Linked DNA regions of Mus musculus: all the other regions are linked to region 6. A link is a contact called in public Hi-C, HiChIP or PLAC-seq and promoter capture Hi-C data. All regions are on one chromosome and are shown on one strand. The core of a region is the stretch at or near the end of the contact, and the rest is flanking DNA. Distances in the headings are between cores, read along the strand shown. Region 1 holds the start of Zfp629 (zinc finger protein 629). Region 2 holds the start of Gdpd3 (glycerophosphodiester phosphodiesterase domain containing 3). Region 3 has its middle 12 kb from the start of Gm51458. Region 4 holds the start of Taok2 (TAO kinase 2). Region 5 holds the start of Ino80e (INO80 complex subunit E). Region 6 holds the start of Sephs2 (selenophosphate synthetase 2). Region 7 holds the start of Kctd13 (potassium channel tetramerisation domain containing 13).

The links. Promoter capture Hi-C pulls out the DNA fragments that hold promoters and counts their contacts. Hi-C and Micro-C count contacts between places; a contact is called where the count stands out from the background. HiChIP or PLAC-seq counts read pairs in DNA pulled down with a chosen protein or histone mark. Capture Hi-C pulls out chosen DNA fragments and counts their contacts.
Region 1: a contact with region 6 is called in a promoter capture Hi-C map of second pharyngeal arch cranial neural crest. The contact joins the promoter of Zfp629 here to the promoter of Sephs2 in region 6. A contact is called at or near these places in 10 of 39 promoter capture datasets (the 3T3-L1 cell line, cranial neural crest, embryonic stem cells and 6 more) and 4 of 115 datasets of contacts at active chromatin or transcription factors (T-cell acute lymphoblastic leukemia, astrocytes, embryonic forebrain and 1 more).
Region 2: an HNF4G HiChIP or PLAC-seq map of pancreatic cancer cells shows a contact between it and region 6. The contact joins the promoter of Gdpd3 here to the promoter of Sephs2 in region 6. A contact is called at or near these places in 1 of 484 Hi-C or Micro-C datasets (neutrophils), 3 of 115 datasets of contacts at active chromatin or transcription factors (astrocytes, embryonic stem cells and pancreatic cancer cells) and 2 of 9 other capture datasets (adipose tissue and liver).
Region 3: a Hi-C map of liver shows a contact between it and region 6, with 3 times the contacts expected there. The contact joins the enhancer-like site here to the promoter of Sephs2 in region 6. A contact is called at or near these places in 3 of 39 promoter capture datasets (cranial neural crest, embryonic stem cells and stem cell-derived epiblast-like cells), 1 of 484 Hi-C or Micro-C datasets (liver), 8 of 115 datasets of contacts at active chromatin or transcription factors (double positive thymocytes, embryonic stem cells, forebrain and 3 more) and 1 of 9 other capture datasets (liver).
Region 4: a contact with region 6 is called in a promoter capture Hi-C map of liver, with 3 times the contacts expected there. The contact joins the promoter of Taok2 here to the promoter of Sephs2 in region 6. A contact is called at or near these places in 3 of 115 datasets of contacts at active chromatin or transcription factors (bone marrow-derived macrophages, microglia and pancreatic cancer cells) and 2 of 9 other capture datasets (liver and pancreatic islet).
Region 5: a contact with region 6 is called in a promoter capture Hi-C map of adipose tissue, with 2.8 times the contacts expected there. The contact joins the promoter of Ino80e here to the promoter of Sephs2 in region 6. A contact is called at or near these places in 3 of 115 datasets of contacts at active chromatin or transcription factors (bone marrow-derived macrophages, microglia and stem cell-derived neural progenitor cells) and 1 of 9 other capture datasets (adipose tissue).
Region 7: a promoter capture Hi-C map of fetal liver shows a contact between it and region 6, with 2.2 times the contacts expected there. The contact joins the promoter of Kctd13 here to the promoter of Sephs2 in region 6. A contact is called at or near these places in 5 of 39 promoter capture datasets (fetal liver, hippocampal neurons, liver and 2 more), 1 of 484 Hi-C or Micro-C datasets (liver) and 2 of 115 datasets of contacts at active chromatin or transcription factors (bone marrow-derived macrophages and microglia).

Annotation. Positions count from the first base shown.
Region 1 is chr7:127,613,787-127,616,601 of GRCm38.p6, forward strand. Zfp629 (zinc finger protein 629) reads right to left here and starts at 1,486. Exons shown (of 3, transcript NM_001362196.1): 1 at 1,297-1,486.
Region 2 is chr7:126,765,097-126,767,796 of GRCm38.p6, forward strand. Gdpd3 (glycerophosphodiester phosphodiesterase domain containing 3) reads left to right here and starts at 1,318. Exons shown (of 10, transcript NM_024228.2): 1 at 1,318-1,513; 2 at 1,806-1,848; 3 at 2,079-2,214; 4 at 2,295-2,340; 5 at 2,471-2,589; 6 at 2,667-2,700. The coding sequence starts at 1,375. It overlaps Mapk3 (mitogen-activated protein kinase 3), which reads left to right. Exons shown (of 9, transcript NM_011952.2): 9 at 144-720.
Region 3 is chr7:127,647,700-127,650,399 of GRCm38.p6, forward strand. No RefSeq gene overlaps it. Among named protein-coding and RNA genes, the nearest start is that of Gm51458, 12 kb to the left of the region's middle. Within about 2 kb of position 1,367, at least 15 of the 459 cell types and tissues checked have an H3K27ac peak or open chromatin away from gene starts, as enhancers often do. A contact at or near this core is called in hepatocytes and liver, where this site is marked.
Region 4 is chr7:126,883,481-126,886,245 of GRCm38.p6, forward strand. Taok2 (TAO kinase 2) reads right to left here and starts at 1,487. Exons shown (of 16, transcript NM_001163775.2): 1 at 426-1,487. Tmem219 (transmembrane protein 219) reads right to left here. Exons shown (of 6, transcript NM_026827.1): 6 at 2,739-2,765.
Region 5 is chr7:126,860,983-126,863,682 of GRCm38.p6, forward strand. It overlaps Ino80e (INO80 complex subunit E), which reads right to left and starts at 1,390. Exons shown (of 8, transcript NM_001370765.1): 1 at 1,292-1,390; 2 at 723-1,035; 3 at 494-564; 4 at 258-310. The coding sequence starts at 1,347. It overlaps Hirip3 (HIRA interacting protein 3), which reads left to right and starts at 990. Exons shown (of 7, transcript NM_172746.3): 1 at 990-1,534; 2 at 1,618-1,738; 3 at 1,836-1,944; 4 at 2,187-2,700. The coding sequence starts at 1,470.
Region 6 is chr7:127,272,673-127,275,372 of GRCm38.p6, forward strand. Sephs2 (selenophosphate synthetase 2) reads right to left here and starts at 1,387. Exons shown (of 1, transcript NM_009266.3): 1 at 1-1,387. The coding sequence starts at 1,247.
Region 7 is chr7:126,927,484-126,930,183 of GRCm38.p6, forward strand. It overlaps Kctd13 (potassium channel tetramerisation domain containing 13), which reads left to right and starts at 1,396. Exons shown (of 6, transcript NM_172747.2): 1 at 1,396-1,815. The coding sequence starts at 1,572. It also overlaps a transcript of Tmem219 not described here.

The sequences.
Region 1 (2,815 bases), core at 236-2,735, 340 kb after region 6:
GTGCAGGGAAGCCCAGTTCCCTCGGCTGCAAAAGTCAGACCCAGTGAGGAGGTCTGAGAGGCTGCGTCTCTGAGCTCTAGGTACGGATGTCCCCAAAGCCACCCAGACACACACCTGGGGACCCATCCTTCTGCCTTATTCTTTTTGTTGATGCTTCATCACACACCTAGGACAAGTACCCAGTAAAAACTCTGCTGGAGGACTGAGTGAGCTGGACACCTCATGCTCCCAGAAAGCCAGCCTATCTTGTTCAGTGTCTTTTAAGATCAGTTTGCAGATCGATGTCAGAAAAGTGACATAAGTTCGTCAGAGTGAGCCCCCAGGGGAAGGAGTCATATCTGTCACTCAAAATCCCGGGGGTGATCCCCAGGAGAGAGAACAGGGCTGCAGGAGGGCGCTGACATCTAACGGAATCCCTGGAATAATCTACCCTCGGGGTGACAGTGTGCATAGGTACTTTGTGCACAGGGACAAAGAGGACAAAGCTCACCAAGAGGTAGCTGGGGTGTGAAGCAGGTGAAGCAATGGACAGCTGACCAACTGCTAATGCAGCCGAGAAGTGAGTTAGCCATCCCCTATCTCTAAGTGTTTTTAGGGAGAGATGGGGGCCCCCCGGAGAGGAGAAGGTTACCCTGCTGAGCTGACCGAGAACAGGTAGGAGCTTAGATACTTGGACAGAGAAACTTAAAACTCAAGGGCCTACCGTAGAAGGGAAAGAGTTAATAACCAGGCCACATGCAAGAAGTAGCAAAGACTGCGAGGCGACTACTACTGGGAACCAGCCCAGGCCCAAGAGCGCCAGCCTCCTGCCCCGGACGACCCCCAGAGGACCGAGGCGGGAAGGACTGCCGGAGACGGCTGCCTTCCCGCGGAGGTGCGCGCGGCCCAGGGTGACCCTGACCAGGAGGCAGCGGGACCGCCCTCGACGCCGCCCCCCGCACCCCGGCGGACCAAGACTTGAGCGCCTCCGGCCGGGAGCACCCACCCTGTCCCCGGCTCCCAAAGCCCAGGCGAGCCGCCGGCGTTCCCTCCCCGCCGCGGACGCCCAGGCTGCCCGGCTCCGGGAGAGCGGCGGCCGCCTCGCCGCCCCCGGCCGGACTCGCTCTCTGGGCGCGCGCGCCTCCCCTCCCCCACGGCGGTCCCCGCGCGGTTCTCACAATCCCCCGGCCGCCGTCCCCCGCCGCCCCGGGCCCGGCCTGCGCCCCTCGCCCGTCGCCGCCTCCTTGGCCCTATTGTTCCCCGGCGGCTGTCCCGGGCCTCCAGGCCACCCCGGGAACCCAGGCGGCCCCAACTCACGGCTCTGGGGTCTGGGAAAAGCCGAAAGGCAGAGGCCAGCCCCAGGGGACTTAACCCCTTAAGTGCCCTGCCTCGGGGGACGGGCTAGATGCCGGGAACTCTAGGGTCCTTCTCAAGGGGTGATTCCAGGCTGAGGACCCGGGGACCAGTTCAGGGTGACTGGGACGGAGCAGGAAGTGACCCCAGCTTCCCGGGCCCCTCTAGCCTGGAGTCAGAACATCAGCTCTATGGGATTTAACCCTTTGCCTCCCACAGCCTGGGAAAAAATGAGGGGGTGGGTATGGAAGCAAGGAGGTGGCTGATGACGCCCCTCTCCCAGTGTCTAGTGGAATCACGGAAGATCAGCTTTTGGGGGAGCTCAGAGGCCGGCGAAGGTCTTCGGATTTCTGGCCATTCTCTCCAAAGACTCTGCCAGCCGCTCAGTTAAGCTGATCTCAGATTCGGCCGCCGCGGGTCCCCTGAGACCCGCCTTTGTTTGGACTCACCCAGGACTGGGGCTGGTATGCCTGGGTTGGTGATTAGGAGGTGAAAGCAAAGGTTGGGTGGGCTGACCTAGCGGTAAGAGCAGAAGCTAATGGGCCAGGCAAGGCTACCCAGCGCTACGGACCCTCTTACCCACCTCTCACCCCCCCACCGGTGGTCAGGTCTCCCTGGAGGAAGAAACTGACAAGGTAGGCAAGCATTACCCCTTCCCAGCAGCTCGGTGGTAAGGTATGCAACTCACTGCAGGGCAATCCTTCCATAAACTTAGGGAGCAAGAAGTAGTGGTGAATTCCTGTAATTCCGTTGCTTGGGAGACAGAGGCAGGAGGACCTGAAGGTTCAAAATATTCGTGGCCCACATAGCTCCAGGCTACCTAGCGAGACCCTGTTTCTAAACAAGGAACCTCACAGGGCTCCCAAACTGTTCCTGCTTGTGTCTCATTTTCTCCCCACCACATCCTGAGAGAGGACTTAGAATCATCCCCATTTTACAAGGCAAATTAATCAAGACATGAGATGTGAGGTAAAGTTCGAGGCCACAGTTTTCAATGAACCCAGGTGTGAGGAGACCAGAGTTGAACAATTGAACATTCTACCCTCAAAAAGTTCCATAGTAGCTAAGCACACCACCTGTAATCTTCAGCCATTAGTAGGCTGAGGCAGGAGAATCAAGAGTTGGACTTCAGGATCAGCCTGGGATGCACAATAGGACTCGTTTCAAACCTTAAATAAATAAATAAATAAATAAATAAATAAATAAATAAATAAATAAATTCCAAGCCCTGTATGGGAGTGAATAGCTGTGACTCTAGCACTGCAAGCTGACACAGGAAAATCACCATGAATTAAGACCAACCTAGGTGAATATATACTGGCTGGGTCAAACCCCCCTCCCCCACACATGTAGCAGATGTATATAGCTCGGTCTTCATGTGAGTCCTCCACAGCTGGATCAGGGGTTGTCTCTACAGCTTTTGCCAGCCTGTGGATTTTGTTCCCCTAACTGGGCTGCCTTGTCTGGTCTCAGTGGGAGAGGA
Region 2 (2,700 bases), core at 68-2,567, 510 kb before region 6:
GCCTATAATCACAGTAGCACTTGGTGGCTGCTCTTGTTAGCTGCAGATAAGGAAGCCAAGACCCACAGAACTTGACAGTTCAAAGACGCTGGGGTCAGGGCTCACCCCGCTGACCATTCCTTTCTGTCCGTTTCTTCCTTCAGGTCCTGCTCCTACCTGCTCCTTCTCTGCAGATTGTTAGAAAGTGAACTTTGCTCAACCCAGACCCCGGCAGCCCAGGCTGGACCAAGGGTGGGCCTGGCCACCTTCTCTCACTTTGCTGGGGTCTCCTGCTTCAAGCAGGCTTCTCCCACTCCAATCCCCTGCCCCATCTCCCCATAGCCTGAGTGATGAGGTGGCCCCAGAGCTGATCTCTGCTGCTGTGTCTTTATCTACCCTTGCTAGCCCCGGCTCTGGTAGACCGTTCTGGAATGGAGGGGCTATGATCGTCCTAGGACCTGTGCTACGGAGGGGTGGAGGGCACTGAGTAGGGCTCTGCCCTATTCATCTTGTTGGAACCCCACCCCATTTTCCCTGACAGAACATTCCTAAGTCTCAAGGGCTAGTTTCCCTGAGGAGCCCAGGCCTAACCCTCTCTCTCTCAAGCTGCCACATGTAACGCCCTTGCTGCTTCTGTGTGTGGGTGATTGGATGTGGGGGTGGGGCCCGTGGAGAGCCGGTGCCCCTCCCCATCTCCCCGTGCCTGTATCTAATATATAAATATAGAGATGTGTATATGGATGAGCCTGCCTCTGTCTGTGTATGTCGACGCGACCCCAGCATACCGCACTCACAACTGCCCCCTGCCTCCAGCTGTGGCTTTACATGGCCCTGGTAGTCTTTGGCTCCAGCTGGCCAGGGATGAGGTTGGGTTCTAAGGAGTGTCAGTCTCTGGGAAGGGGTCAGTTTCCCTTTAGTCACTGTCTTCCCTAACAACTTCCTGTTTAACTGCTTGGAGTGAGTTGGGGTGACTCAGGGGTACCTTACACACCCCCAAATTCCCGGGAAGTGGCAAATGTGTAATAAGTTACAGATCCTGTCCACAAACACCTATGGGAGGCAGAAAGATCTAAACACTAGGGGGTGGGGCTGCTTAACCCCCCCCCCCACATGGTCAAGAACAAAAGGGGGTGCTGGGATCTGTGAAAGGTCTCTGGACATGGAACCCAGGGCTGCCTGCCTCAGTTCCTGTGCCTGGCCCCAGCTCTGGGCCATACTGCAGTCTGGCCACGTTCCAGCAGCACCCAGCAGGCTCAGCAGGTCCATGGGCGTGGCGCTGCCCGGTGGAGGAGCCAGCCTACACTGGCTGAGCAGGCAGGCTCGGCCCCGGGCATCAGAGCCCTTTGGGACAGGGAAGGCTGTGCTTTTGACAGAAGCCTGCCGTGGAGCGAGGCTATGATCCCTCTCCTGTACTTTGTTCTGCCCACCCTGGGCAGTTACGTCATGCTCTCCATCTTCTTCCTGCGCCGACCTCATCTGCTGCACACGCCGCGGGCTCCCGTCTTCCCTATCCGCCTGGCTGCCCACCGTGGAGGTGAGCTGAGTCAGGGAGGTGGAAGGGCTGGAATCCATGTAGGGTGGAGTGAGCCTAACAAGACAGGTGTCAGGGTGGGCAGCCCATCCTCAAGGTGCAAGGCATGATTGAATGTTAAAAAGAGCGAGGAAAGGAGAGTCTTGGGGCCTAGAGGGCATGTGGCAGGGAAGGAGAGGCCAGTTCAACTGATTGGAAGAGAGGAAGCCTAAAGCAAGTGGGAGACCGTCAGGAAGAAAGGTAAGCAGGAAGGTCAAGCTAGGTCCCGGGGATCCACCCAAACTGCTTTCCACAGGGTCTGGGGAGCGACTGGAGAACACCATGGAAGCAGTAGAGAAGTGAGTCCAAGCCCCATCAAGTTCCATGTGAGGTTGTGGGGTTGTGGGCTGTGCTCTGCAGGACAACCAGGAGTGCTACTTACTCGCTTCATAAACTGGGTATCTGGAAGTCCTTGGAACTGTGGAACTGGCCACATGTCCCACCATAAATTCTGTGCCAATATTTCCCCTCCACTACATGCCCTGGTCCTTCCTGTGTCCTTTTCCCCCACCAACCTTTGCTCCCATAGTTCCATGGCCCAGCGAGCAGATCTCTTGGAATTTGACTGCCAGCTCACCCGGGATGGCGTGGTGGTAGTGTCACACGACAAGAACCTGTCCCGCCAGTCAGGCCTAAATAAGGATGTGAACACCCTGGACTTTGAGGTGAGTTTTGCAGCCCCTCACACTGAGAGCTGCATCACTTTCACGCGTGTACCCTGATGATGCTTCTCTGCTCTCCACAGGAGCTGCCCCTCTACAAGGAAGAGTTGGAAATTTACTTCTCACCAGGTAGGATGCGTGTAGCCACCCTTGAGCTGCCTAGCCATCTTCTTATATACTCTCATTAACACGCCCCCACCCCCAGCCTGTTTATCCTACTCTGACCCCAGTTTTTGTGACACCCCTCACCCCTGCCCAGGCCATTTTGCCCACGGGTCAGACCGGCACATGATTAGTTTGGAGGATGTATTCCAGAAATTTCCAAGGACTCCCATGTGCTTGGAGGTCAAAGAAAGAAATGAAGAACTCATTCACAAGGTAGTACTATAGCCCGGCAGCTGAGGGCAGGCCTCAGAAAGGCCTGGTTTCCTTTATACCACTTCTCTCCATCCTAGGTAGCCAACCTGACTAGGCGCTTTGACCGGAATG
Region 3 (2,700 bases), core at 117-2,616, 380 kb after region 6:
CAAACACCTGGCAGTGAGGTGCAGCAGTAGGCACACACCTGGGTTCAAGGAACGGTCAGAACATTGGCAGACACACGGGTTCAAGGAGCGGCCAGAACATTGGCAGACACACGGGTTCAAGGAGCGGCCAGAGCATTGTGCACCTCTATTTTTCTAAATCAGTGAAGCTAGTTCTGCTAGCCATGAAATCTATTTTGCCAATTTCAGGGCTTCTGTGACCTTTTGCATTCTGTCAGGATCTTTCAGTTATGGGGGATGTTTATCCAGTCTTAGGAGAGTTGGCTGCCTCTTTGCTGTCCAGGGTCTGTGGAGCCATCTGAGGATAGGTCAGAAGGGACAGGTCCAGTAGGAATGTGTGTCTATGAGAGGAGATTGGAGCATATGAAGGTTGCTTCTCTGGAGCTGTCCTGGGTGTAGTAAGCACCTGGACTTGACAAGATGCTGAAACACATTATTATAGGTAGAGAATAAGAGTAAATACATTTGAGAGAAAAACAATTTTTTTCTTAAGATGTACATTTGAAACCCAGAGAAATCCCACCCTCTGGAATAGGTTAGGCAGATGTACGTATCTGGGTGGAGTCTATTTGGTCCATGAGAGGTAGATCTGACTGGGTTTCCTGTAACTTATAAGTTTATAAAAGAGATAACAGCATGAGTTAACCACATGAATTGTCTTTAAGATGAGCCTTTTGTGGAGCAGAAGGAATAAGATTAAAAAGTTCAATCGGAGCTGGGCAGTGGTGGCGCATGCCTTTAATCCCAGCACTTGGGAGGCAGAGACAGGTGGATTTCTGAGTTTGAAGCCAGCCTGGTCAACAGAGTGAGTTCCTAGACAGCCAGGACTACACAGAGAAACCCTGTTTTGAAAAACAAAACAAACAAACAAAAAAAAGTTTGATTGTATAGTGGAATATTTTATTAGAGTTAGGCAAATTTATAGGAACTCAGATAATGTTAGGACAGTGGCATAGCAAAAAGAGGAAGTATGAAGCATTTAATCAATGGAAACAGAATTTAGGTAAGGAGATAACAGATTACATCTGTGAAAGTTTTTTTCTCTAGCTGTCAATGTAGCCAGAAGTCTGGGGAATAAACAATAATTTAGCAGTTATATTATTTAAAAAATGACAGAGTCTACTAGCCAACAGTTCTCTGTGATCTCCATGGTCTCTACAGCAAGTTGGGCAGTCAGTCTGGCTTTCAAGCACAGAAGATGCAGGCTTTTTCTCTGTGGAATGGATATGTGTGACGTGAAAAATGGCTTACCTTGGTTTTAGCTAGGTCACGTGACTCAGAGTATCGAGTGCTGTCCACTGCGTGTTTCAGTGGTGATCACATCACAGTCCAGGCAGTATCCTGCAGCTGTGTCCACATCTCCTGAGACTTCCTGGGAGGAACCTTAGAGGCTTTGGGGAATTCTGACTGTCACAAACTTAATAATTAACAAATTTCTTACAGATTGAGCACTGTAGGTTGGCTATAACTGAATAGAATTTGATAGCAGTCATCAAGACAGGATAGGAAAGAGAACCGTAGGTAACTTTGACAGTTTCGGAGGTATAGAGAAGTACATTGTTGTATTAGCAAAGAAACATTCAGCTAGGACTAGAATAAGAGCTAACAGCCGTGGCCTGAGATCAGACTGTACTGGCAGGCAAGCCGTGGGAATGGCTAAACTGTGGAGCACACAGCCAGTGGCCCACAGGTCATGGCCCCCAGGGCCAGTGGGTTGGAGCAGAACTGTGCTATGGGCAGCTGAGGCAGAGAACCCTGTCAGGTGGCCTGCAGGCTGCTGCGGGGAGGGACTTCCTACCCTTGAATTCTTTTTTTTTTTTTTTTTTTTTTTTTTTTTTGGTTTTTCGAGACAGGGTTTCTCTGTGTAGTCCTGGCTGTCTTGGCTGTCTTGGAACTCACTCTGTAGACCAGGCTGGCCTTGAACTCAGAAATCCGCCTGCCTCTGCCTCCCAAGTGCTGGGATTAAAGGCTTGCACCACCATGCCCGGCACTACCCTTGAATTCTTAATACTTCTCTTTTCGTCTAATAAATGCTAGGCCTACAGGCACGTGTTTTTATATTTTTACCTTCTTTTATTCCTTTTTTTTCTTACTGTATTTTTTTAGACTTATTTCTTTATTTCATGTATGTGGGTATACTGTCTTCAGACACACCAGCAGAGGGCATCAGATCCCATTACAGATGGTTGTGAGCCACCATGTGGTTGCTTGGAATTGAACTCAGAACCTCTGAAGAGCAATCAGTGCTCTTAACTGCTGAGCCATCTCTCCAGCCCCTTATTGTTTTGTTTTGTTCTTTTTAATGATTCCCTTTGCCATGTCTCAAATTTTTCTGATTTTTTTATAAAGTATCATCTTGTATTAATTGTGCTTATAAAATGTTGTTTTGTTTTTAATTTCTTATTGGTGCTTTGTGACTTTCACATCATGAGCCCAAAACCCCCAGTATCCACTCTCCACCCTTACAACCTCTCCCTAAAAGAAAAACAAAAAACAAAAAAAAACCTCACTGTGGAAGCTGTAGTGTGTCACAGTGTGTCCCACAGCACACTTCTCTACTTGCAAATGTCCACTGCAATGAGTCATTGGTCTGTTGCAAGGCACCTACCTGACTTCTGCTACTCTATCATTCCTGGGACTTCACTGAGATTCCTCCTGGATATCCTGTCGTTGCCGGTGTTA
Region 4 (2,765 bases), core at 237-2,736, 390 kb before region 6:
GCTACAGAAAGGCTGTCTCAATCTAAATAAATAAATAAGCCAGTCCACCTACATGGGAATCAACACCCTAGAGCAGTCTTGGGGAAAAAAAAAAAAAAAGAGTATAATAAAATCATGAAGAGGTGGTTGTGAGGGCAAAATTAATAAAGACTAGAAAGGTGGAAAGCCATTTGATTGGCTAAGCATCCTAGGGCGTGACCCTTGGTGACAAGACAGGCCCTGTCACCTGAGAGTACCCCTTCAACCAGACACAATGAAGGCAAGAGAAAGGGAGAAGAGGTAGCAACAGAAGCAGACTGGGCTGGCCAGAGACTGACCATGGGCCCAACAGGAATCCCTATCCTGAGGAGAGGGCCTACCCAGCCCCAGCTTCTCGGCATGGAGCTGACCAGAGGGGCTCATGCCCATACACCCATGTCTCTCACCTGGTAGGGGTCACTATGGTGCCCCAGCGCCTCCGCTTCCGCCTGGGGTACTCCAGTTGCTCTGACAAGCAGGGAGAGGGGCAAGGAGACCTTCCCCCTCGCCACCTCTTCCTCAGCTTTCGCCCTTCCTGAGGGGCGGGCCCGGGAAGCCTCCCCTGGAGGGGAGGGGGTGACAACCTGATCTGACCTCGCGGTCCAGTCCTCCCCCAACTCGAGGGCGACAGTTGCTGAATCCCGGATTTCCGATTGTGGGGTCTGAGCCCCGTATATTTGCAAGGGCTAAAAATGAGTCCGATATCTGATCGCTTGGAGGATGAACCCCGGATATTGGTGCACACAGGGTCCTGAATCCCAGGTATTTTAAATTCTATAAAACAGAGACCCAGGTTTGTAAAGGTTGGGACTTTGGGTCCCAGATATCTGATATACGAGGGTTTGATACCTGGGTATCTGAGAAACAAGGGACCAAGCCCCAAAATTTGGGACCCAGGGGCCTGAGCCCCAGGTCTTCGGCCACGACAAGGGGCCCACCCCGAGGACGCCCGGCTGCACGGCCCCTCTAAGGCTGGGGTCCGAGAGTGACAGCCCCTACTCCAGCCCTGGCCTACTCCCTTTCCCGTCCTCTCTCTCCGGAACAGCTGAAGGACTGTAGCGGAGGCGCTGCTGATGGTCCCTGTGCCTCACTCCCTTTCCTTTTCGTCTCAGCTTCTCACCGCACCACAGCCCTGCTCTCGTCCCGGCCTCCCTCTCTCTCCCTCTCTCTCTTCCTCCCAATTCCAAGATGGAGACCGGGCGGGAGCGCGCAGGCGCGGTATGCACGCCGGGCCAAAGGGGTGGGGCCCCAAAGGAAATAGCCCCGCCCCTCGCCAGTAGCCGCCGCGGCCCAGACGACAAGCTGCCTTCGAGCCCAAGTGCGCGCGCGCCCCGCCACGCGGATCCTTGGTGGGAAGAGGAGAGGAGAAAGGCTTGGCTTGCTTGGGGTGGAGCCCAAGCGCGCGGTCCAAGGACTGCTGGTGGAGAGAGCTGTGGCGCATGCGCCCGCCACGCTTTCGCGCTGCGACTGAGCCTGTTGCTAGGGGAAGCTCTGAGGGGGTGCTCTAGGAAGGAAAGCTGTGGTCTGCGCCTGCGTGCAGGGTAAAGGCTGAAAGGAGTAAAGCAAGGCTGCTGGCAGCTGGGCGCCGGAAAGGCGGGAAACCGGACCATTATTATGTTCACAAGTATCTAAACTAAACCTGAGCTCCCAAGTGCGAGAACGATGTGCCAAAGTTCGGAAAACCCAATGGGTCAAATCCCTACTGGAAAATTGAGGTCCAGTAGGATTGTATAACTTGCCAAAACGCATTAAGCATTTCATACACAGAACATCAATTTAAGTTCATGGAAGAAAACAAATGACAAAGTAGCACAGTTGTGTTCACAGTGTGTCTAAAGAGTATATAGTGCTAGATTAATGCTTACAATTCCAGCACTCAGCAAGCTGAGGCTGAGGCAGGAGGATACCAGTTCTGCAGGGTATGTAACCTAATGGAGTTCCAGTATCAAAAACAAAAAACAAACAGACACACAAACAAACAAAGAACAAAAAACCACAAATATTTTCCAAAGCAAATCCACCAACACGGCCACAGTTTTAAGTGACCTATGCCAACTTGTATTTCAAACTAAGGTCAACAAGGGTAACAAGACGCTAATCATCAGGAAACTAGAGAGGGTGACATCCAAAGATTTTGAGTTCCAGGCCAGGGGGCCCAGGCTTTTCATCCCAGCAACTTGAGAGGTAGAGGCAGGCAGATCTCTGAATTTGAAGCCAGCTAGGGCTCTATAGTGAGACGTGACAAAACAAGGCTGGGGAGCCTGTTCAGTGGTAGAGTGCTTGCCTGCCTAGTGTAGGCGAGGCTCTACATTCAACCCACAGTGCCACAAAATTGGACAGGAGCAAAATGACTAAGTATGTGCTTGCTGAGAAAAGGCTGGTAACCTGTGTTCTATCCCCTGAACCCATGCAAGGGTTGAGGAAGAGAGCACAACTGCTCTGGGACCCCCATGCACGGGCCATGGCATGAGCACACCCAATAAGAAAGAAAAGCCCCCATGGAGTGGTGGCATGTGCCTTTCATCCCAGCACTTAGGAGGCAAAGGCAGGAGGATCTCTGAGTTCTAGGCCAGCTTGGTCTGCAAAGTAAGTTCCAGAACAGCCAGGGATACATAGAGAAACTGTCTCGAAAAACAAAACAAAAAAATTCTTTTACGTCAACAAGGAAAAGTCCCCAGTATTTACTTTAATCCAATCCCCAGTAAGTACCTTACACAATAGTAGTCAAAAGCCATTTATTTTCCCAC
Region 5 (2,700 bases), core at 140-2,639, 410 kb before region 6:
TTGGAGGCAGAGGCAGGCGGATTTCTGAGGCTAGCCTCAGGCTAGCCTGGTCTACAAAAGGACTACACAGAGAAACCTTGTCCAATGGGGTGAAAAAAGACAAAACAGGAAGAAGGTGACAGAAGGCAGCAACTAGGCTTAAGAACCATTGGAGGGGCCTGCATCAGCTTCCGGACCCTAGGAGGGTGGACCTAGGAACACGTGTTTCAAGGGCCAGTATCTCATATCTTCCTAAAAGTGGTCATGACTTTGCTCACCAGAGGAGTCTTCATCCACGTTCTCATACTGCAGAAGTCGATCTAGAAGGAAACTGAGACAAGTGGGAAGGAGGGTGGGTATCCCCATTTTGGTGGTCTTGAGCCCTACCTAGTCCCTCCTAGGAGACCCACTGGATCCTCCTAAGACTGCATGCATTTGGGATCCTGTTCCGGGACGGCGTAAGAACGGATTCCCTGGGAGTTAACAGTGCCCTCGTGCCCACAAGATGCCTTACCTCTTGTCTCGGGAAACCTTCAGCAATTTCCTTTGCGCCTTTCTGAGCTCCTCCTGGAAGCACTCGTGCTCCTGCGGCGGACAGGGCGGGTGCTGAGCCAAGAGCAATCCATAAAAGACCCAGAACCCGGAGACATCTCTCCCTACTCACCCCCTTTACCACATGGGTAAACTGAGGTCCTCTCCGAGTTAGGCCTCACACTCCACAACCGCCCCACGCTGGCACTCACGTAAATGAGGAACTTGAGCTTCCGCTTCAGATTCCTGTATTTCTTTTTGTAGTCCACTTCGCCGTCCGCTGGTCCGTTCATGACCCGCCAGGGAGAAACGCCCCGGAGTAGAGTCCCGCTACCCAAGTCCGCCCGGCCTCTCACACCTCCACTTCCGGAGACTTTGCAACGCCGTATGAAACGGACTACAACTCCCAGCGTCCTCCGCGCGCGGGGAGCGTAATCACACCGCCCGCCCTCCTGGGGGAAGACCCGAAAGGAACGCTGCTTCCAGTGGCTTCGCGGTGAGCTGAGGTCACAGAGGAGCTGGACACTGGGGGGGCACAATTATTGATTGTAAACTGTTTATAAAGATTTGGAACCAAAAGAATATAACCAGAAATTCAGTATGTTAGCGAGAATACCGTCTCCCTTCTGCCTTTCGAAACAAGCGACCTAATTTGTTAATCCCGACCACAGGGATTGATTGAACTGATTACGTTATAAAGACTGCCGGCGCCGAACCGGCTTCTAGCGAAAATTTTAACACGTAGTTTTAGCAAAGAGTCGAAACCTCGCTCAAGACCCACCAGCTGCTCAGGAAAAAGCAAGGTCGGCCAAAGTTTTCCGTCTCAGTGCTCCACATCGGAGGCTCAACGGTCCCATTCCTCACGAAGCCGCCGCACTGCGCGTGCGCAAACTACTGTCGCTCGGGAAACCAGCCTTGAAGAAAAAAAGGCGGGAGCAACCAATCCCTGGTGACGCAAAATGGCGCCGGGAGATGAGATGCGAAAATTCACTCGCAGCTTCTTTCGAGCTTGCCCGGACCTCAGGTGCATAGAGTCTGGGTATTAGAGTCTGGGTTGTGAAGGGGAGGGGTTAGGCTGGAACTCTGTCATGACACGTGTCTCTGTAGCTCGGTTACGCACGCCATCGTGCGACAGAAATTTTTGATTCACGTGGGTCGGGATCATCTTGAACCTGAAGAGAAGCAGGCGTTGAAGCGGCTGGTGGAGGAGGAGCTGCCGAAAATGCAGGTGTGGGTCTAACCCTGGGCCAGCAGAGACAGGGTTTGTTGCTGAGGGGTTGGGGCAGGGCATCTTGGTTCGGTTTGCCCTCATGCTGCACCCACAGGCGGATGCTGGTACCAGGGAAGGAAAGCCAGACTTTATCAAAGTGAAGAGGTCTCCTGCTCCCTGCAGTGACCCAAAGAAGAAAAGGTTCCGCTTTAATTCAGAGTCAGGTTAGTGCCTTCTTCCCTGTTTATCTGTCTGTGACTCCAGCATCATTGGTTTCTTCAAAAGGCGAGGCGCATGTATTAATTGCAAGGCTGGGGCTTGGGGGACAGTGAGTCAGGAACCAGCTGGGGCCACAGCTGTGGTGCTTCTTGCTGCCCTTCACTCTTAACCAGAGTAGATCTAGAAGCATCCTATTCTAGATGGAAGGAGAGGGAGGAATCCATCCAGTCCCATCCCCATGTTTCAGAATCCAGCTCTTCACCATCCAGTCCAGATGGCTCAGGACCCTCAACAAAGAACAGGACAACCAAGAAGACATGTCTAAGAAGAGCCTTAAAGAAAGCAGTTGAGAGCACAGATGAAGACCACCAAACAGACCTGGATGCAAAGATGGGATTGGAGGAGAGCAGTGAGGGGGAAGCAGAGGGCTCTGTTAGATCAGGTAAGGTCACCGAGGAAGAGGAGGACATGAAACAAGAACAGAAGGGCCAGGTTAGAAAGCAAGCTGGGGCCAAAGACAAGCAAGTACCACTCAAGGCAGACAGGAAGCAGGTTAGGGAAGAGAGTGGGAGCAGTGAGGAGGAGGCTGTGCTGCAGAGAGCAAAGGTGGAGGGAAGCACAGGTGCTAACTGCCAGGAGGAGAGTGAAGAGAGCGGAGAGGAGAGCCCAGCTAAGAAGAAAGAGCTTAGTGAGCCCAGATCCAGAAGTAACAGAGCAGAGAGAACAGCCAGGGAGAGAAAGAGCTATAAGCAGAAAAGCAG
Region 6 (2,700 bases), core at 137-2,636:
GTCCGGTTTCCCTTCTCCACGATGCCAACGATCCAAGCTTGGTGACCCTCTCCGTACTTGGAAGATTTGATTTCCGAACAAAAGCGGGCCGCCTGCTCTCTTGGCAGACAAATCAGTAATCCCCCAGAGGTTTCAGCTGACGTTCCTTGGAGGAGGCCAAAGCGCCCACTGGCTTTGCTGATCGCAGCCATCTTGGCAATTATTGGCAGATTATGTATGACAAAGGACACTTCATTTTTTTGCTGTTTTGCCAGGTTCTGAGAGTGTCCTAATATGCCAAAGCCTGTGATATCCGTGGCTGCGTGGGCATTAAAAGTGTGCATCAAGCCAGCAGCAGTCCTGTTTAGAGTAGCCATATTGAACATAGCTTCCTGATAGGCTAACTCTACTTCCTCTCTGGAAACCACCATCTTGATTTTATTCCATTTCTCAGGATTATCCAGCCATTGGTGGGCATTGGCAGCAACCTGGGTTCCTAAAGGTTTGGTTAATACCAGCACATCTCCTACCACGGCACTATCAGGCATTATGAATTCATTTTGCTGACACACCACCGTGGCAACGCCACCGATGATAATCCACGGGTTGACCACTGTCTGTCCACCGGTCACTGCAGTGCCTCCCTCCTCCGCAGCGTCACGAAAGCCTTTGATCATGAGCGGTGTCACCTTCTCTCGTTCCTTTTCACTCATGCTCTGGCTCACACTGAGTAACATCAACATGTTGTCACACTCAGTGATACCCATGGCATAGAGGTCACTGAGCACATTGGCACAAGCTATGCGCCCCATCATATAGGGATCTTCCACCAAGGGGTAAAAGAAGTCGGTGGTCTGCACCAGCGACAGGCCTCCGTGCCTCAGGGGGATGACGCAGGAGTCCATGCCAATGCTCAGCGAGGGGAAGGCTGAGCCGGGGCCGGGCCTGGTGGACAGGCCCCCTTCCTGCACCGTCTCTTCCTGGCCCCCGACCAGACCCGAGGTAAGCGGGGGCTGCAGCGCGGGCCGCGTCAGTCCCTCCAGGAGTTTGAGCAGGGTCTCCTGGGGGACCTTGCAGCCTCAGCCCTTCATGCCGGAGAAGCTCGTCAGCCGCCAGCTCGGGCTGAAGCCCAGTGTCTGGGGCTCGAACGGCCGGTAGTTGGAGAAACTCCGGCCGGCAGACCAGCCCGCCGGGCCCAAGGAACCTTCTGCGGCCACTAGCGCCGCCATGGTTTCTCCGCTGGCGCCCGCCGCCGCCGCTTCCGCCATCGCGCCGCTCGCCCGGGAGGCCGTGCGGACCAGAAGGCCCAGATACCTGCAGATGAGTCTCCCAGCCACAGCGGGCCAAGGTTACGCCAGGAGATGATCAACCACGCGAGCCGGACCGGAGGACTCGAGCCACGCTGCCTGTCGGAGCGCCGCGCGGCCTCTATTTATATACAGCGTGATTGACAGCTGCTCTATCCAATGACGATTCCCGTACCGAGAGGCGGGCTTCCTTTACTCAAAAAGGTGTATTACAAATTAACCGTCTGCTTGCACAACCGGTCCCCGCGAGATCATCACGTGAACCCCTTGTAACCGGCCTGGAACGCAGATCAGGATGGACTCGAACTCGAGTCCATCGATCTGTCTCAGCTTTCCAAGTGCTGTTATTACAGGTGGGAGCCACGTTACCCGTGCGTGTCTTGTCCCCTCCGCCCCCCTCCGCCCTGGGAACCTGGTCTTGGAGTTGGCTGGCAGAAGTCTGCTGTTTTTGGAATCATTTTACCAAAGAATAAATTACTTACGGAAGGAAGCTCTGGCACTGGGCTAGCCCCAAGGTCAGAACAGTCCTAGGGTCATTTGACAGGACACAAAGCTAATCTAGGCTAAGAAAATACTTTAAGGGGAGGTTTAGGGGAAGAAAGGGGACATCACAAAGTAAATACTATGATTGCATAAGCAAATTGCACAATTGATGTTGTGAAGTTTCACATGGACTTAAAAATTCTGCACAGGTTTGGGTACTGTTTTGGCCATTATCTGGCAGCAGTGAGTTGCATCTTCAGTGCAAGCTAATTTATTATTTATTTATGGCTACTCTGTGCTAAGATGTCTCTATTTCTTGAAGTTAATATATGTGAGAATTCAGATCCAGGCAGGGGGGTTTGCCAATGTCTACTGAAATTATAAATGCTAAACTCATAGTAGTGGCTTTATGCCTGTAATTCCACCATTTGAGAGACTGAGACTGTTAATTCCAGGCCAGCCTGTACTACATAGTACTACATAGTGAGTTCCAGGCCAGCCTGTTCTACAGCTTGCAACCCTAAACCAAATAAATGAATAGGTTTTTCCACTGTGTGATCCCAGTACTTGGAAAACTGTGGTAAGAAGACAATGATGTCCATTCTAGCCTGGGCTCCACAGTGAGATCTTGTCTCAAAAAGCCTAAAATAGGTGCTGGAGAGGTAGGTAGGTGGTTAAGAGCGCCTGCTGTTCTTGCAAAGGACCTGGGTTCAGTTCCTGGAACTTACATGGTGGCTATCATCCGTAATTCCAGTTTCCAGGGGACCTGATGTCCCTCTTCTGGCTTCTGAGAGCACCAGGAACACACAGTTCCCTGTCAAACATATAGCCAAAACACTCCTACACATACAAAATAAAAGTAAATGAATCTTTGTATTATTGCTGTCTTTGATGGTGCGTGTGGCTTTCCGGGGATGACTGTGTAGCTTGG
Region 7 (2,700 bases), core at 146-2,645, 350 kb before region 6:
TGTAAAACTGAGCTGACCAAGCCACTGCCACAGCCTCGCTATGGGTGCTAGGCCAGTCCTGGCAACAGCAAGGCTTCAGGGAGGAGAGCAAGTTCCAGTCAAGAATTACCTTCTCACTGCTCCACCTGGTAGGGAGAGCAGGCTTGGCAATCCCTCTTGGCAGAACACAAGTTTCTTCAGTGCCGGACACATTTCTTGATAACATCTTCTAACAGCCACTTTGCTTCTCCACACTGCTACCTCTCCAGAGCCAACACTAGATTTGTACCCCTGACTGAGCAGCAAAAGAACCAACCAGACCCAGAGAGAGGAGCTTTGCCCAGATCTTCCAGTCAGCTGGTGACAGAGTTGGAGAAGAGAAACTGGAACTCTCTCCCGACACAGGGGTTTTCTATGTAGACTAGGGTTGGACTTGAACTCAGAGAGCCACCTGCTTCTGTCTCCTGAGTGCTGGGATTAAAGGTGTGAGCCAACACTGCCTGGTTTGACTTTGCTTAAACATCCAAGACAAAACCCCTTCCAGACGTTAGGGCAGGCTGTTAAATACCTCAGCTATCACCTCTTGTTCACAATGCCCTATACCTTCTTCTCTTTTGGGGTTCCTTGGAAGGTCTCATGACAGCTGGGATTCTAAGACCTTCACTAGCTTGTCCAGTCTTATTCTTGTAATCGCCACGTTCCTGCCTAATGGTTCTCCTTTTGCTTTGAGATAGGTAAGACTGTATAGGCCAGGATCCCCTGGAGCTCATAATCTCTCTGCCTCAGCCTCCAGGGCTAAAATTAGTTATATGTAATTCAGGTCTCTATCCTTTTCCCTTCAGGGAACTCTTTGCACCCGCCTTCTAACCTGTGAGTCCCCTGGAAACCCTATGGCCTCATTGGAGAACTTTCTTTTTTCTTTTTTTTTTTTTTTTTTTTGTTTTGGTTTTTGGTTTTTTCGAGACAGGGTTCCTCTGTTTAGCCCTGGCTGTCCTGGAACTCACTTTGTAGACCAGGCTGGCCTCGAACTCAGAAATCTGCCTGCCTCTGCCTCCCGAGTGCTGGGATTAGAGGTGTGTGCCACCACGCGCGGTGAACTTTCATTTTGTTGACGGTTCTTCTAACAGTCTGTCAAGTGCACTGAGCTGGGCTAGGAAAACTATACTCAACCTTCAGCCTCTGCGCTTGTTTCTTTTTACGCGAATGAAGCGCTGCTGAAATCGTCACGGGTTGCGGTATTCTCCATCCACATGAACAAGGGGGCAAAGGATCCTTTAGACGTTTTCTCAGAACACCACACCCCCCAACCCGCAGGCTGGACTGCAACGGCGCCACCGACTGCGCACGCCCCGGTTCTTGGCTCCGCCCCCGAGACGCGGCCCTCGGCCTGGCCGCGCCTGCGCAGCTCCGCGCGCCGGCTTCCGGGTGGAGAGAGCGCGCGATGGGGCGGCTGGTGGACGTCGCGGAGTAGCTGTGGAGAGTGGGCGTGTGCGCCGAGCGGCCGGGCGCCGGCGCTGGAGTCGCGGGATCTCAGGGAACCGGACCGGGGCGCAGAGAGGGCCTCCGACTGCCACCCGCGTCCGCTCACTGGCATGTCGGCCGAGGCCTCGGGCCCGGCGCCGGCTGCGGCCGAATGCTTGGAGTCCCCTAGCCCCTCGAGTGTGGAGCCTGGCTCCCCCTCGTACAGTCTGAAGCCCCTCACCCCGAACAGCAAGTATGTGAAGCTGAACGTGGGCGGCTCGCTGCATTACACCACGCTGCGCACCCTCACGGGGCAGGACACCATGCTCAAGGCCATGTTCAGCGGCCGCGTTGAAGTGCTCACAGACGCGGGAGGTATGCGTGCCGCCGGTACACGTGCTGCCCTCCAGCTCCCAGTTCATTCCAGGCTCCCTAGTCCCATCTTATCTTTTCCTAATTCAGAATCTCTCTCTTTCCCCAATCCTTTACTTCCAGCAGTAACATCTGCCAAGCGCTCCATTGCCGATTATCTGCTCTTCTTCCCTTAGTTCAAACAGCCAAGGAACCAGGTCTACTGCAAGCAGTACCCCTCAAACAACCTTTATCACTTACTTCCCACTGCCCAGCCTTTTGTTTGCCTCTCTGCGGTAGAACCGCCCCAGGTAGCCTCGAGAACGGAAAGATTTGGTCTGTCTCTAATACAAGTGCCCAGTGCCCGCACTCTAGGAATCATCCATGAATGCGAAGTGAAGGGCGCAGCTTTTCTTGACAGGTGAACCTTAACCTTCTCGGGAGTGTTGCCTTAAATTTGGGACTCACTTATTGTAGAATAGCTTTAAGGGGAAGGGCTTAACATAGATAAAAGCAAACACTTAGGAGGTGAAGTTCGGCTTTCAAATACCGAAGATGAAAATTCACTTATTTGATTAGTATTGTGATGCGTCAGTTACTGCTAGAGAAAGTTTGGTAAAGGGAAATGATGAATCTTGGGGAGTTAGCCCCACACCCCGCAGGGAGTTGGGGAGGGCATGGAGTAGGAATGACCAGTAAGCAAGAAAATCTCATGTAATCACAGTAATTCTTGGTATTCCAAGTAATGTTACTACTTCATCGTTGTGAACCGGAGGATTGAAGTGGGCATTTTTCATTAAATTAGATGGTTAAAATGAATACAAGGGGTTACATTTATTGATAAGGTAATTTGGTAAGAATCTCCCCCATGGTGAGCTGGGCCTGGTGCCTCCTGCCTATACTGCTAAC